Linked DNA regions of Muntiacus reevesi: region 2 is linked to region 1. The links are chromatin contacts, called in public Hi-C maps. All regions are on one chromosome and are shown on one strand. The core of a region is the stretch at or near the end of the contact, and the rest is flanking DNA. Distances in the headings are between cores, read along the strand shown.

Region 1 (7,915 bases), core at 2,439-4,938:
CCCTCAAGCCACTCTTTGTGGCCGAAAAAATTATTTTATTCACTTAAGATAACTTCATCAAGTATTAACACAACTAACATATTTAAATGAAAGAAACTATCTTTATAAAATAAAAACTGTTAGAGGGTCCATGTTTTACCTTTCTACAGATTTTTTGGACTGGTTTAGTAGGGTTGAATTTGTTGCAATACGTTATGATAGAAAAGTATGAATATGATACACTGTTGGAAAAGTGAGGGAGTATTTTAATAGCTTTTCTAGATAATTATGGTTATTCTTTGATACTACACCAAAACTCCACAGTAGTTTCTTTACCATCTGAGCCACCAGGGAAGCCCCTCCACAGTAGTTTCTTAAAGGTTTATTATAAATTGAGATCTGAAATCATATCAATTAACTTTTTGTACTGTTACATTAAAGCACATCAGTCTGTTCTGCACTTTGAATGAATCTTTAACTCATGATTTTGTAACATCATCCATTATTCAGTTGGAAAATATTGTTTCACTGAGTTAGGCAGATATTTCAAATGTTCACACATTTCAGAAACCTAATACTTTAGAACATTCTAGAAAACATATGACACAATCATCACATGTCACGTTGCCTCTGGAAAACTCCACGGTAGATCTGTGAAAAAATGAGAAGAATAAGGACAAATCATGTCTTATTATGAAAATAGTTTTGACTGCATGATTCATTGAAAAAGTTGTAGTCTCAGGCTATACTTTAAGAACAGTTGATATGGTATGATATGAGCTATTAAACAAAGAAAACAAACAAAAGAAAACTTACCACCTCCTTTTCTCTCTTCTAAAAACCAGTAGACAATATGACATAACACACAAACAGTAAAAGGCTAAAATATAGTCTCAGGTGGCAATTGAAAGTCTCTTTACAATGAAGGTAAGTAGACAAGCTTATAGAAACATATGATTTGTAATTTAAAGGTCTTTTCTCATTTTTGGGGAGTTTGAACCCTGTTAATTATTAGTATTTCAAAGCATGAGAGTAGCTCTCTTTGGGGAGCTCAAGGTGCCTCACTTCTTGGTCTTCTCCCCATTTCCCCCCACCCCAATCCCTGCCCAAGATGGAATCTTTGTAGAAACATACAGGGTGGCAGAACAATACTAAAAATATTTTAGTACATGTTTTCTGTTTGCAACTTAGATTGTATGCTACTCGTTTTCTATGGAAAGAGTTTTCTTTGCAAGTACAGAATAGAAGATGGTATTCTTACATGAAATTTGTTGCATGTGAGGAACTGCTAGATAAACCTGTTTTGCTCTCCTTGTTCTATTATTCCAGGCCCTTCAAAGTAGGATGATAGCGCAGCCTGATCCTAGTTTTTGGAAAAAGCTGCTTGCCAGCTAGTTTAGGCTGCAAGAAATTCATTCAGCAATACTGCCACGGAGAAACGTTTTTTAGGCGCCTTGCTTCTTACTATTCAGTTTCCCAATGCACTTATCACATCCTTCTAGCTGCATGGTAGGTCCTACTGTGTGGTCTCCTGGGAAATGAACTGATTTCAAGATCACCTACCCTTCAGCCAACACCTTTTGTACTTTCTTTTAGGAAAGTCTGATTTTATCTTAGATGAATCCAGACTTAGATACAGTGTTAGAGGATGTCAAATCAATTAAAATTATTTACACTAAAGCATGAATTAAAGACGGATATCAAGTGCTTAAGAACCAAGAACAAACTGATGGACTGAACAAATAAACTTGAAAAGGGGTGACTACATGTGGCCACAACACAGTACTCAGCTTTTCTTTGCAACTATAATAAAAGCCAGTAAGATATAGCACAGGGAACTCTACTCAATACTTTGTAAACACCTATGTGGAAAAAGAATTCTTAAAAAGAATGGATATATGTATACCGGATTCACTTTGCTATACACCATTAACTATCACAACAGTTTGAATCAACTGTATACGTCAATTAAAAAAACCCAAAAAACAGTAAGTCATTTAAGTTTTAATCTCATTGTCTTAAGTGCCCAGGACATAACTGAAAGACAAGGCTGGTAATGCAAAAAGTGAGACCTGAGATCACTAAATGGTTATGTTCTGCAGACCCACAGATTTAGATAGTTAAGGTGAAAGAGGGTGAAGTGACAAGATGACAATTCTCATTTGAGCAAGGTGTTTTGACTTCAAGGCCGTTGGTAATAATTCTGAGACCCTCGTGACGTTTCATTATTCCTCTTATTTGTTATTTTAACTTCAGCACTGGAATGAAAACTCCAGACTCTGATTTACAACTGTTTTTATGTTAACACGGGGCCTGGAACTTGGGAGTACATGACATAGTTTAAGCTAATGCCACCTCCACCCTCTTTTGCAGGGCGCCCTCTCTTCCCTTCTCGCAGCTGTTCCAACTCCCGGGCTTGGCTGAGGGTAGACGACGGGGTGGCTACCCGGCCCAAAAAGCCATTAAGGGCGTATTCCTGAGTCTTCAGATTCTCGCTCTCGCCATGACCTTTCAACAGGCAGGCGGTACGGCGCCTGCGGTGATCCGGAGCCGGCAGCGCGCGTTGGATGCAAGCAACAGGCACGACCAACGTGCCATTACTGCGATTCTCCAGCGACAGCAGTGGGCGGCACATGAATCTTCTTTCTTTAACCCTTCTTCACACAGAGGCCCACCCTCACCGGACGTGAAGCTGTCTCTACTTACGTCACTTCCGGCCCGGAGCCAGCCGCTTGGCGGAAGCGAGCACGTCCGTGCGCGGTAACTTTGTTCCCGCCTCCTTTGCCCCTGACACCAGTCACCTTCGGCTTTCTCGGAGCGCGACATGCGTGCGCGCCCCCGGCCTTGCGTCAGGGCCGAGGGGAAAGGCCGAAAGAGCGAGGCTAGAAGGAGGGGTTGCGGAGGTTAGGGCCCAACCAGCAAGTCCCGTCGTCCTCCCTCCTCCTGACGAAGAGCGGAGAGGGAAGGGGAGGAGCGAGCCGGGCCGGCCGCGCACTCCAGGAGCCTCCTCGTGGAGGGGGGGAGCGAAGGGAAAGGGCAGCACCGCCACCGCTGCTCGCGGCGGCGGAGGAAGAAGAAAGTCAGGGCCCCTACCCACCGCCTCAGACTCAGAAACGCCCCCCCCGCCCCCATCTCCCCGGAAACAGCCCCCCGCCCAGCCCCGCACACTCGCTGCCCCAACCGTGAGCCGCAGCCGGGTCGCCCCCGCCTCGCCCCGCCCCGCCGACCGTCCCTGCGGGCCGCAGAGTGCGCGAGGCCTTAGGCCGGGAGTTGTTGTCAGGCCCAGGCCACTTCCTAGGCGCCCGTCGTGTGTCGCCGCCACTACAGGAGGACGACGTCGACGCTGAGGAGGAGGAGGAGGCGGCGGAGGCGTGTTGTTGTCTCGCCCACTCCCCTCCCCTGAACTCGCACCCAACGTCAGGGCGCGATGAAGTGAAGCGGCGACGAAGGTGGTACTTCCGCGTTGCGCTACCGGAGCCGAGAGCGCAGCCGAGGCCGCTCCCCCCACCCCTGGGGGGCACTTGGAGGACTCCGGACTCCCCCGCAGGTCAGCGCCCGGCGCATCTGGTGTTTTTGCGGCTGAAGCCAGGACGACGAGAGCGATCGGGAGCTCCTCCGCCCGGAGTCCGGCTGCCCTCGGGCCCGGAGGCCGCTACGTACCCCACTGTGACCTGGAACCCAGGGACCCAAGTCCCGATCCGGATTATCGTGGCGCATCTCCCGGACGGCCCTGGTGCTCGGTGTCCCTCCGCCGTTGCTGCCGCCGTTCCCGTTTCCGGCGGGGGAGATGGCCAGGATCTGACCCGGGAGGAGGCCGCACCCGCGCCGCGCTCTGCGGCGGGCTCTAGGCGATGCCGAGCAGCTCGGACACGGCGCTGGGGGGAGGCGGGGGCTTGAGCTGGGCGGAGAAGAAGTTGGAGGAACGCCGCAAACGGAGGCGATTCCTGTCCCCTCAGCAGCCGCCGCTGCTGTTGCCGCTCCTGCAGCCGCAGCTCCTGCAACCGCCGCCGCCCCCGCCGCCTCTGCTCTTCCTGGCTGCTCCCGGCACGGCCGCCGCCGCAGCCGCCGCCGCCGCGGCCTCCTCCTCTTGCTTCAGCCCGGGCCCCCCTCTGGAGGTCAAGCGGCTGGCGAGAGGCAAGAGGCGCGCAGGAGGGCGGCAGAAGCGGCGCCGCGGACCCCGCGCCGGGCAGGAGGCGGAGAAGCGTCGGGTCTTCTCGCTGCCCCAGCCGCAGCAGGACGGCGGTGGCGGTGCTAGTAGCGGCGGGGGTGTGACCCCGCTGGTGGAGTACGAGGATGTAAGCTCCCAGTCCGAGCAGGGGCTGCTGCTGGGGGGGGCCAGCGCGGCAACGGCGGCGACGGCTGCCGGGGGAACGGGGGGCAGCGGCGGGAGTCCGGCCTCCTCCTCCGGCACCCAGCGTCGCGGGGAGGGGTCGGAGCGCAGGCCCCGCCGGGACCGCCGCAGCAGCAGCGGCCGCAGCAAAGATCGCCACCGCGAGCACCGACGGCGGGACGGGCAGCGCGGCGGCGGCGAGGCCTCCAAGTCCCGCAGCCGCCACGGCCACGGCGGCGAGGAGCGGGCCGAGGCCGCCAAGAGCGGCAGCAGCAGCAGCAGCGGCGGCCGGCGGAAAAGCGCCTCGGCAACGTCCAGCAGCAGCAGCAGCCGTAAGGACCGAGACCCGAAGGCCCATCGGAGCCGGACTAAATCGTCCAAAGAACCGCCTTCGGCCTATAAGGAGCCGCCCAAGGCCTATCGGGAGGACAAGACCGAGCCCAAGGCCTACAGGCGGCGGCAGCGGTCCCTGAGCCCGCTGGGAGGCCGGGACGACAGCCCGGTGTCCCACCGGGCCTCGCAGAGCCTGCGGAGCCGCAAGTCTCCCAGTCCGGCGGGAGGTGGCAGCAGCCCCTACTCGCGGCGGCTGGCCCGCTCCCCGAGCCCCTACAGCCGCCGCCGCTCCCCCAGCTACAGCCGCCACAGTTCCTACGAGCGCGGCGGCGACGTGTCCCCCAGCCCCTACAGCAGCAGCAGCTGGCGCCGCTCCCGGAGCCCCTACAGCCCGGTGATCAGGTGAGTTCGGCGTCCCGAGCGTCCGTCACGGGCTGGGCCGGCCAGAGCCCGGAGGCTGGGCTGGAGGTGATGAGACTTCGCAAAATTCGGGTCCGCGGGCGGGGCGAGAAACCCCACCTCGATCGGGGCTTCCGGTGGGGAGGGGCGCTTTCGCGCGCCCGGGACCCCTGTCGGGGCGTTTGGAGGGGACAAAGCGACAGGTCCAGCAGACTCTCCTCGCCCTGGAAAGGAAGGGTTCTGGGGAAGAGTTCAAAGTTTTAAACTTGTTGCATTGATATATTAACAGGTTTCTCTAAACTGCTCTTAGCTTTTCCCAGCCCAGTTGCTTTGGTTACCCAACCGAGAGGTGGTTGGATTTGTCACAATTTGAAAGCTTTCAGAAGAGGTTTCATTGCTGGAGACGTAGAACTGGGTTGCGGCTTAGGGAGTAAATATTGGAGAGTGGGCACCAGGTGCTGATGTCAAAGTTAGGTGTGGGTTGCGTATGTTGCATATGAGGAGTACAGCGGTGGGAGAAGCAGCCTTTCTGTAAAGTTCGTTGTTTCAGTATGTGAAACAGCTGAAGTGAAGTCTCATGGTTATAAATTTTGAAGATGCTTCTTTTATATTCTTGTGTGAAATATTTTTTTCACCTGACCTTCCAGTCTTGGTTTTAGAAAGAAAAAAATGACGAGATTGTAGTTTCATTGTTTGTTTGTGTGACACTCAGTTGCTGATAACGTCATTTAAATACAGTCTAGTTGCTGTGATCCAGCATAGTGACCGAGTAAATGACTTAGTACTGAACGTTTCTTACACTATTACACTATCTGCTATTTAAATTATTTACATTAAAGTTAACTAGACCTTTGAGTATCAGGATTTTTGATCAAGTATCATTGAAAAGTATAATTTGATCTAGTGAAATTGGAGTAATTCTTTTATGCATCTGTTATGCCTTACCTGTTATGTAATACTATTTTCCAAAAAAAGTGTGTGCCTTGATATAAATTTATATCTTTTGAGTAAAATAAATTGAAAGTAACTTTTGAGGATATTTCATGTTCTTAAATTCCCTTAGATGTGTAGGAATTCTAGACTTTAGGGTATTAGAAAATGTTTGTCGGTTTTTTTTTTTCTATTGGTCTTTTCAATAATGCCAAGCAGCTGCTGAGCGTGGTTATGTTGAATACAATATGTGTACCTGTAAAATTAGATCTTCTTGAAGCGTCAGCCTAGTGTTTGTAAAGATGTGATTCCAGCAGAGATTTGTGTTTGCCTTTAAACCAAAACAGCTGTATAAATCTCCTCATTCTTGCAGGGTTGCAGTACTCTTAATGGTGCTAGTTGATGTGTTAAGCAGAGAATATCAAGATTGAACACTCAATTTCACCATATCTAGCTTCTATATCTTGTATGAGTTTATATTTTACTTTAAATGAAATAGGTTTGCCAAAATGTTTGTATTTTTTGCAGGTAAATTTGTTTTTTACTGATTAGGTCTAAGTTTCAGTGCTTTAGATAGATAGTAAGTGTATGATGCAAGTTTAAGAATGAATTTTGTGTTTGTCAGTCTTTTCAGTTGCTAGGTACTTCAGTGAGGTCCTTTATTATCTAATAGTGCTGTGTATTTTCTGTTTATTACAGAGCTGCGTTATGTGTGGTTAGGGGTATTATTTTACATTTAGCAAGTATTTATTGAGCATGTATTATATGCCAGATAACTGTTTTAGGGACTTAAATATAGCAGTGAAGAAAGACAAAGTCCTTCCCTTTATAAGCCTGGCATTCTAGAGGGTCATTCATACAGAATTTTTTCATGGTGTCTGTACTGATCACCCATGTTTATAAATGGTTGGATTTCGAAGAAGCTTTAGAATAGATTGGCCAACATTCCTGACAGCTAGCCTTTTGACTGTGTGCATGTATACATCTAATAGAGGTGGGAAGATGTTATATTACTTTGCGACAGCCTATTCTGTTAGATTTGGAACTTCTACTGCTGGTTTGTCCAGTTTCTTAGCAAGTCCCTGGGAGATTTCATTTCCTAAACTTTTAACAGGGAAATACTTGTTTTTTTGGATTATTTCAAGGATTAAATGAAAAATTTGTGTTTTGTTTGTATTTAAAATTGGTAAATTTTGCTGTATTTGTTACATCTCAATAAAACTGATATCTTTAAAGGGAAAAAATTTGTGTTTTGTGAAATATAGAAATATTATAGACTATTACAGAAACATAGCATTGTAGAATATTTATTGAATAGCTTGAATTGCTGGAGTTTTTCATATTGAAACCAGAAATCTGCCTCCACATAACTTCTGCTCAGTGCTTTGAGTTTAGCTTTTTGGAATAGTTCAGAGCAAACATGTATGCTGTCTCTTCAAAATGTAGACAGTTGTGTCTTCTGAGTCTTTTTGTCTGGCTCAAAAACCTAATTTTTCATACAGTTTTTAGATTTCACATTGTATTATGCCTAGTTTGTCAAATGTTCTACTTGAAAATAGAACTCAATGTATAGTTAAAATAGTTGATTGAAAAACTTGATTTTTAAATATAACAAATGTGTTGTTACTGTTTTGGAACAACTAATTGATCTCTCTTGTTCATGTTAATGCAGAAAGTTTTAAGTAATTATGGTAGATGGCCCACATTGTTTAATGAATAGACTGTTGGATTGTGAGCTCCATGAAGGCAATTAGCCTGTCTTGCCTACCATTGTGTTCCTAGTGCTCAGCATAATATCTGGCACCAGTAGACTTACTAATTGTTAAATGGGGACAGAAAGGGATGATGGAGTTTACTGAGCATATGAAATACTGTGGACCTGGATACTAAAGAGTTTAATAGCAACTGTGTGTTTTGCTATAGGAAATAGCAGAGTGATATTTT
Region 2 (7,915 bases), core at 3,144-5,643, 180 kb before region 1:
CATTAGAAATAGTATTATACAAGTGACTGTCATAGCACCTATGTAAACCTACCCCTTTAGGCCTAATGTCAGTACAAGTGATGCAGGAAACAGAGTCTCATAAACTAAAAAACAAAACAAAATTTTACCTAAATGTGCTGGAAATGGACACACACACCTAAAAGTTTCTAAGGTGATCATATATTTTTCCTTATTCAACTAATCATCAAAATATACTTTTTATTTTTATCCCTAAAATATTTCTATGTCTTACGCCTGACACCATGAAGATGAATAAAACAAAATGTCTGTCTTCAAGGTGGTAAAGACATCTCCATAAACATAAGAATAGCAGGTTAAGTTTTAAAAATTTAAGTTTGGCTGGATTTCTGAGATTCTAACAGGCAATCAATCATAAGCCAGAAATGCACATAACTGCCATATCAAGCTGGTAGCAATCTATGAAGTCCTAGAAAGAAGGCTAATTTGAGAGTCTCAGGATAAGAGATTGAGTTTGACTTGGCTACTTGACAATTTGTAGCAAGTCTTACAGCCCTTAGACAAATTTTCAAACCCTCTGAGCCTGTTTTTTTTTTTAACAATGCATGTCTTACAAAATTGTTATGAAAACAAAATCAAATACAAATATTAATATGCCATGGGTATTACAGACAATATTTACAACGCTACTAATAATAAAACATGTATTTTGAATTCTTTTTCCACCAACAGGGATAAACTGCTAGTAACCAACTACTTTCTCACCTTACTCCCAATACATCTAGGAGGGTTTTATTATTACTATATGTATATCTATTGTTCATTAATATATTTTTTATAAATTGATATATAAGCAGGTATCTAAAAATAAACATGCACATTATATAGCCATGAATATATTTAAATTTATGTTTATATACACATACACCTTTCAAAAGAGAAATACTGAAGGCAGCAATCTAAGAGGCAAAATTTCATCTCCTTTGGGGATAGATGCTGGACAAGAACTCAGAGGACTATGTATTATATATTTTTGATTAAACAATGATGAAAATGACAGATTTACAGGAATGCACTTACCTTCATACCTCATACATGTAACTACATGTAAATTACTATTCTATGGGGATGTGAGTAATGCTTTAATAGAAAATTCCAGTTAAATGACTGCAGTAAACTGATTGTTAATTCTAAAACATGATTCTGACAAAAGCATACATACCTTATACTTCTCCCAAAAGCATAATTAGCTACAAGCAAATGTAAGAATTATAGTTACTAAAACTTCTTATCTTTTTTCCTCATATATAAGGTAGGTTTATAAACAAGAAAAATTAAATTAACAAGTCAAGAAGAAATCCAAGTATATTTTAACACAGAATCCTGCATGTTCTTTGAGTTGTCCAGGCAGCAGATTTCGGAATGCTCATGCATTCTACTGGATTTTAGTGCTGATTATTAATAACATATACTTACCATTATGCCCTTTCATCCAAGTACCTCAAAGAGCTTTTAAAGCAATATATAATATGTCATTTCTTGTAATATCTCTGAGAGGCAGACTGGTAGAAAGTTATTATTAACTCTATTTTATAGTCAAAGAAACTAGGGCACTGAGAGGTTAAATGACTTTGCTGGGGTCATATGGTGAAAAGAACTTTGGACCTCAAGATCATTGTTCTCATTTCGAGTTCAGTATATTATCCATTACATGGTTGTTTACTACACCTAAATGTAATCCTATTCCAGGAAAATTGAGAATAATGTATTTGAATAATCTAAAAACTAAAGGTGAGAGTTTATTTTTTTGTGTATTTAAAAAATGCTGGTATGCAGGAATATATTATAACTAATAATTAGTCTTTGGTTTGTTGCTGTAGCTACTATTTATAGGGCTTTTGCTACATGTGACTTTCTGAAGCCTCTGCTCAAAAATGATCCATTCTGACTGTTTAAAGGTAGGTTAGCATAGCTGTAAACAACCAAGAAGCAGCTGAGACAGGCTCACTAATTAACTTGAAGTTATCTTTCATTGTGTTTGCATTGTTCACTCTTCTGAAAGTCATCATCCTTCTAGTTCTCCATTCAACAGGTATCCGTGCAGTCTACCATCCTCAATCCTCCATCTATGGCCAGTTTAACTAATGCCTTGTCAATTATTAAATTTTTAAAATTTAATTAAAGTAACAAAGATAGGGAAATGGATTTCCCTGACAGTTCAGTGGTTAAGACTCTGTACTACTAAAGCAGAGGACATAGGTTTGATCCCTAGTCAGGGAACTATGATCCCCGATGGTGTACCATGGGGCCAAGTAAATAAATACTCATCTGCTTTTAATAAAATCAAAAAAAGACTCTTAAAAAATATTATGCTATACTAGTTATAATTGTCATATTCAGCTTTTGCAAGCCTAAGTTTTATAGGCTTCCCAGATGGTTCAGTGCTAAAGAATCTGCCTGCAATGCAGGAGACACAGGAGATGTGGGTTAGATCCCGGGTCAGAAAGACCCACTCCAATAGTCTTGCCTGGAGACTCCCACTGACAGAGGAGCCTGGTGGGCTACAGTTCGTGGGATCGATCACAAAGAGTCACGGCTGAAGTGACTTAGCACAAGCCTAACTTTTATTGTCCTTGGAAGATCATTATGTATCACCACATGGGGATTTTTTTTAATGTAATACTTCACCATTTTTCCCAAGAAAAAGTAGGAAGAAAGGAGAAGTGGTTTTAAATCTGTGCTCAATGAAGCAAGACTGCACAGTTGGCTTGAATGTGGTAATACAAGCCTGTGGTGTTTGTTACTTCATACCACATCCTACCCAGAGCTCTAGATATATAGATAGGAACTGCCATTAGACAGCACCATCCACACTTAAAATCCACCAGGTCCAAAATGGCAGTTATTTTCTACACCCCACCCCATCCCAATCCTTCCCTATTTGTAAAATACACCTTTATCCTCCCCCCAAAAGCAGGACAAGACATAATTACAGCCATTTCCATTTCCATTCTTTTACCCAGCAAGCACCTGCCCCCCACGAATCAATTGTCATAACCAGTTCATTTGTCATTCTGTACTTTAGGAATTCATCTTTGGTTGTTCACTGCCACTCACATTATGATTCTTTTCTCTTGATTTCTATAATGGCCCCTGGTCTACAAGCTCTCTGCTTGCCCTGCTCCTCCCCTCAGCTAATCTATCCCCCACCAATTTAAATTGTATTATCAATCTGTCCAAGGCCATTCCTCTATTCATTGCCTCAGCACAGCATAAGACGGTTCATGTTTGGCTCCTGTCTGCTACTTCAGGTTCATCTTTTTCAGCAGCCCAGGCTTGAACTTTTAAGTCCTGTAATTACTACTCAGACTTTTCAATACTATTTGTTCCTTTGCTGCAGTCCTTTTTTGTCAGGATCTGGATTTGCCACCCCACCCCTTTTTGGTGCTGTAAAATCCCCCTTAAAAGCTTAAAGCAGTTTCAGTAAACTCATCCGTTCTTTTCTCTCTATACCTTGATATACTACACTTCCAACCATAGTTACTTGTTTTCATTAGAGTGGGCATCCTTTGAATGGACTGTGTCAAGAGCCGAGTTGATACTCAGTTGGAGGGTGGGGAGGCTGGAGGAGAAGGGAGTTAAGTATCAAGAGACAAGACTGTAGCTGCTAACGGGTATTAGTCTAACGCTCTTACTTCGAACCTGTGGATGGATTAAATAAAGCAAACGATTTAGTGGAACTACTTCCAATTTAGGTTCCCAAATTACACGATGGGGCTGCGGGTTGATCTCAATGCCACACCATACATCAGAGCCGCACTGTCGTAGGAGGCTCGGGAATCCTCAGCAAAGGATCCGACTATCCACCGATGCCAATTCTTTAGGGATCAGCAGGAGGATAAGAGGCCCAGGGCGGCCACCAGACCTTCCAGCCAGGGCAGGCGACTGACTCATCTCCCGGGATTCGGCCCGCGACGACCCACGTCGCCGGCTCCACTCGGGAAACCCCGGTCACAGAAAAGTTGCCTCCACCCTAGGACGCCTCGGGAGAAGGGGCTGCCCTCTAGAAGCAAGATGGCGGCCTTCGCTCTCCCCCCTCCTTCCAAAAACCCCCTCCTGGTCCCCAGAAGAGAGACAAGGACGTCGTGGCGCCGAGATCCGGGAAACTCTGCGAGGCCCGCGGCCACTCCCGGGCCCCCGGGAGGTGACTTCACCTCGCTGGCGCAGACAGCCGGGGGTGGAGCCGCCCTAAAGGCCGTGAAGCCCGCCTTCAACACTCACAGAGTGGACAGGGGAGAGCCCGCGCCCTCCGGCCATTGTTCTCCAGACCCGGCCCCCCACCCTCCTCTCCGCTCGCAGACAGGAAGTTGCTTCCCAGCCGGCCCCGCCCCACTCCCCAGCGCCCCGGAAGTGATCGGCGGCAGCTGCTGCAGAGCGGCCAGGAGGAGGGTGGATCTCCCGAGAGCCGAGCGCCCGGAGTCCTCCTCCACCTCCTCCTGCCGCCCAGGCTCCACCGCCGCCTGTCGGACTCCTCCTTTTGCCGCTCCCGGCGCGGAGCCTCCTAGGCTACAAGAGCGGGGCAATATCCGGGTGGAGCCAGCTCAGCCGCGGCTTCCGGAGCCCACGGGGCGGCTGACCGGCTTGCGGTGCAGGTGAGCGGTGCCCACCAGGGCCGACCCGGGAAGGATTGGGGCCGCCCGGGCGGCGGCGGGGGTGTGTCTGGGCGGCGGCGATCCGAGGCCCAGGCGCAGGGCCCGGACGCCGAGATTGCACCTCCCGCGTTCTGCCCGGGAACCAGCTGCGGGACGAGCCCGAGCTGGAATCCGGGGCGCCGTGTTCGCTGCTGTGCGGGCTAGTGCACTTCCCGAGAGAGGGCGGTTGCGGCGGGGTCCCCCGAGCCCGGCACCCCGTTGAGTTGGCCTCGTCGGAAGGTCACCCTGTATCTCTGGCCCGCCGCGCCGAGGTCCCCGCCTGGGCGGTGCCCGCGACCTGGGGGACCCGTCGCCGCAGTCCCCGCGCCTCACTCCGCCCCTCTCCCCTCCTTCTCTTTCTTCCTCTCCTTGTCTGTTTGCGGGCAGTTGCTTTTTAAACATCACTGGTGGGGTTTTGTGCCAGTTAAAGGAATGGGTTTTACAGGTTGAAGTCATTAGATGGTCCGCACTGAACTAAATAACTGGTCCTGTGCTCCTGTACAGGTTTAGCCAATAGTCCAGAATCAAACCTCTGAAACGAGGACGCGATAAGGGTGTTTTGAGCAAGGGGGTGTTTCCTCGGTGGTTCGTTCTAAAGGTTTTCCAAAAGTGAAAGATGTGATATGTGTGCTCCAGGCTGGGTATCTGTGTGTAAGTGGGCGGAGGTGACGGCGCAGAGAGGTGGCAGTGTTGTTTCAAGGTTTAGGGAGAATCAGGGAGTTGACTGGCCTTTTCTCGGGAACCTGAATGTCCAGACTTGTGAGAGCTCATCCAAGTGTCATTGACGTTGTTTGAGAACTCCGGGACCACGCCCTACCTGTGAAGCTAAAAAGCACCTAATTTACGAATTGTGTCGGGAGGGGGAGGCGGGGAGAGGATCGTTATAAAATATGTGTCATGAGTTAATTCTTGTCCTGGAAATAAATTCCGATTTTAATCATGCTCCACATATTGAATAACACATTTCATTAGTAAATTCATTTCCACCGAAGGAAAGGTATTCCTCTTAGCTTATGTTTATTAGTATATTTCAATGTGTCTTATTAGCTTACGTTTTTGTCTATATTAATGCAATATTATAAAATGACTCGTGATGCTTAAAACATTATTTTTAGTTTTTTAATTTCTTAAGGGTCAGAGTCATGTCTTTCTCATCCCTGTGCTTACATGGCATGTGCCCAGAATATAGAAGTTTTTCACACAGTTCTTCACCGAGTGAATGGATGTATAGGTGATCTCACAGTTGCCTTCTAGTAGTCATTTATTTTGTTGGGCTAAGGTTTTTTGTTTGTGTTTTTGTTTCAGTTTGGGGGCACATGCAAATTTTGCTTTGTCTTTCCGTTCTTTAGTATGGTCAAAGGACAAATCAAGAAGAATCGTTTGCCATCCTTCCAAAACTCTCCTCCTCTGAAAGATTAAAATTATATTTGGGGTGTTGTGATTGGTCATTATAATAACTTGTATTCAGTGGGAAATGTTTACCACTTGAGCTTTTTTGCCCAGGATTATCAGGATTTCCTGGTGATAGTAAATTGTGTTTGGAGTTTGTAACCATACCCTATCGTAATCAAACAGAAAATCAGGAGTTACCACTGTTGGGATAGTGTGGTACATCGCAAAATTGCTTATAATGGCTCATTTTTTCCCCATGGGTACATAAAGTCTGACATAACAAGTCCTCTTGCTACGACCTTGACATGACTTACCAATAGCCACTTTCACACGATTTTTCAGCGATCCAGATGCTGTTCTCCCGTGTGTCTGCTGAGTGTGCAGTCATCTGTATCAATTATTTTGAAGTAATTCTTCATACAACACTTTCTTTGCAGGGCTTTCAGGGAAAGGGAGCTAATTGTAGGAAAGAATATTGTCTACCATTTGATCAGGGAGATAATTTTTGCCTGTGTTTGGTTGGGTTATTTTCACTGTAGTGAGGTTGAGATAAAAAAGCGCTGATACCTTCTTTTCTCTCCAAATATCTGTGCTTCTGCAGAACAGAAATAAATGTATCAGTATCACTTCTTGTATCTGTGTACCAGTGTAATATGCACAAGTACATGGATTGCAAAGACAGTTACTTTTAAAATATTGGATTAAGAGGCTTTGAGTATTCATGGGGAAAAGATTGTGATTTTGAAGAAGTAGGGAGATGGTTCATGGTTTTCATTGTTTTATGAAATTTTTCATTTTAGACACTCAGGAGACCGAAGCCTGCAGTTTCTTATCTCAGTGACGTAACCACTATACAGAGGTCAGATTTCCCTTATTTTAACAACCCTCTTGGTAATAGCATTGATTGCCTGCCAAGCACTGTGATAAGAACTTTACTTGTATTATTTTTAATCTCCACACTACAGGAGGTAACTTTTCCATAGTTTACCAAGGCTAAGTGAAGTTAATTGCTGGAAGCTGGGCACGAGTGAGTAACGTTGTCAGGATTTTGAAGTAATGATTGCTTAGAGCATTGGCTATTGCAATTAATCCTAAAAGACTGAGAAAAAATTCAATTTTTGATTTAGCTGAGCTTTAAGATAGCAAAGATACTGATCTCCTCAGTATTCTTGGCCATCAAATGGGGCCTGGGGTAACCACTGACCCTGGCCAGGTGGCTTCAGACAGCAGCCAGTCTTCTGTTTATGACCTTTCATATGTTATCCCCTTCCGCGTGTGCCATGATGAAAAAATGGTTGGGCATTGTTCGTGTAAGCGTCCTGGGAGAGTAGACCATCAGGAACTCAACTTTGATGATTACTTTTTACCTTTCAAGTAGCTGAATAGTCCCTATTTAAGAAGACTGTTGGAGGCTTGTTTGTAGTGACCTTTCCTGAAATCTTGTTTTTTAGCTCTTTCTTGGACCGAAGGAGATACAGGAAATTATCCTCCAGCCCCCATTAGTAACAGTTATTCTTCTTTTTTTTCTTTAGCTCTAAAACATCTTTCTTACTACTTCATTGCACTCATAAGGATTTGGTTACAGTATAGAAAAAGCGAAATTAAAGCTCTTGAGTTCTTAAAGATGTTTGAATAAATTATAGAAAAGAATTTGCATCTTTGACTTATTACATCTGCAGGTGAAAACTTAATTTCTCAACATCAGAGGGTATTCTCTCTGACCCAAAAAGCAGGCTTCCGTAAAATACATTAGTATTCTTAAATATGCCACAGCTAGAGTCCTGTATCAGATTCAGTAGACAGACATACTGCTTGACACACATAATCTCTTTGAAGTCTGGGATCCAGTTTCA

Evidence for each region. A called contact is a pair of places that touch in the nucleus more often than the background predicts.
Region 2: a Hi-C map of muscle shows a contact between it and region 1, with 4 times the contacts expected there. The contact joins the promoter of RALA here to the promoter of CDK13 in region 1. A contact is called at or near these places in 2 of 3 Hi-C or Micro-C datasets (blood and muscle).

The regions. Positions count from the first base shown.
Region 1 is chr6:76,901,178-76,909,092 of mMunRee1.1, reverse strand. CDK13 (cyclin dependent kinase 13) reads left to right here and starts at 3,688. Exons shown (of 14, transcript XM_065938553.1): 1 at 3,688-5,044. The coding sequence starts at 3,831. LOC136170327 reads right to left here and starts at 3,696. Exons shown (of 5, transcript XM_065938484.1): 1 at 3,452-3,696; 2 at 3,161-3,378; 3 at 2,686-2,861. The coding sequence starts at 3,696.
Region 2 is chr6:77,078,181-77,086,095 of mMunRee1.1, reverse strand. RALA (RAS like proto-oncogene A) reads left to right here and starts at 4,393. Exons shown (of 5, transcript XM_065939134.1): 1 at 4,393-4,631.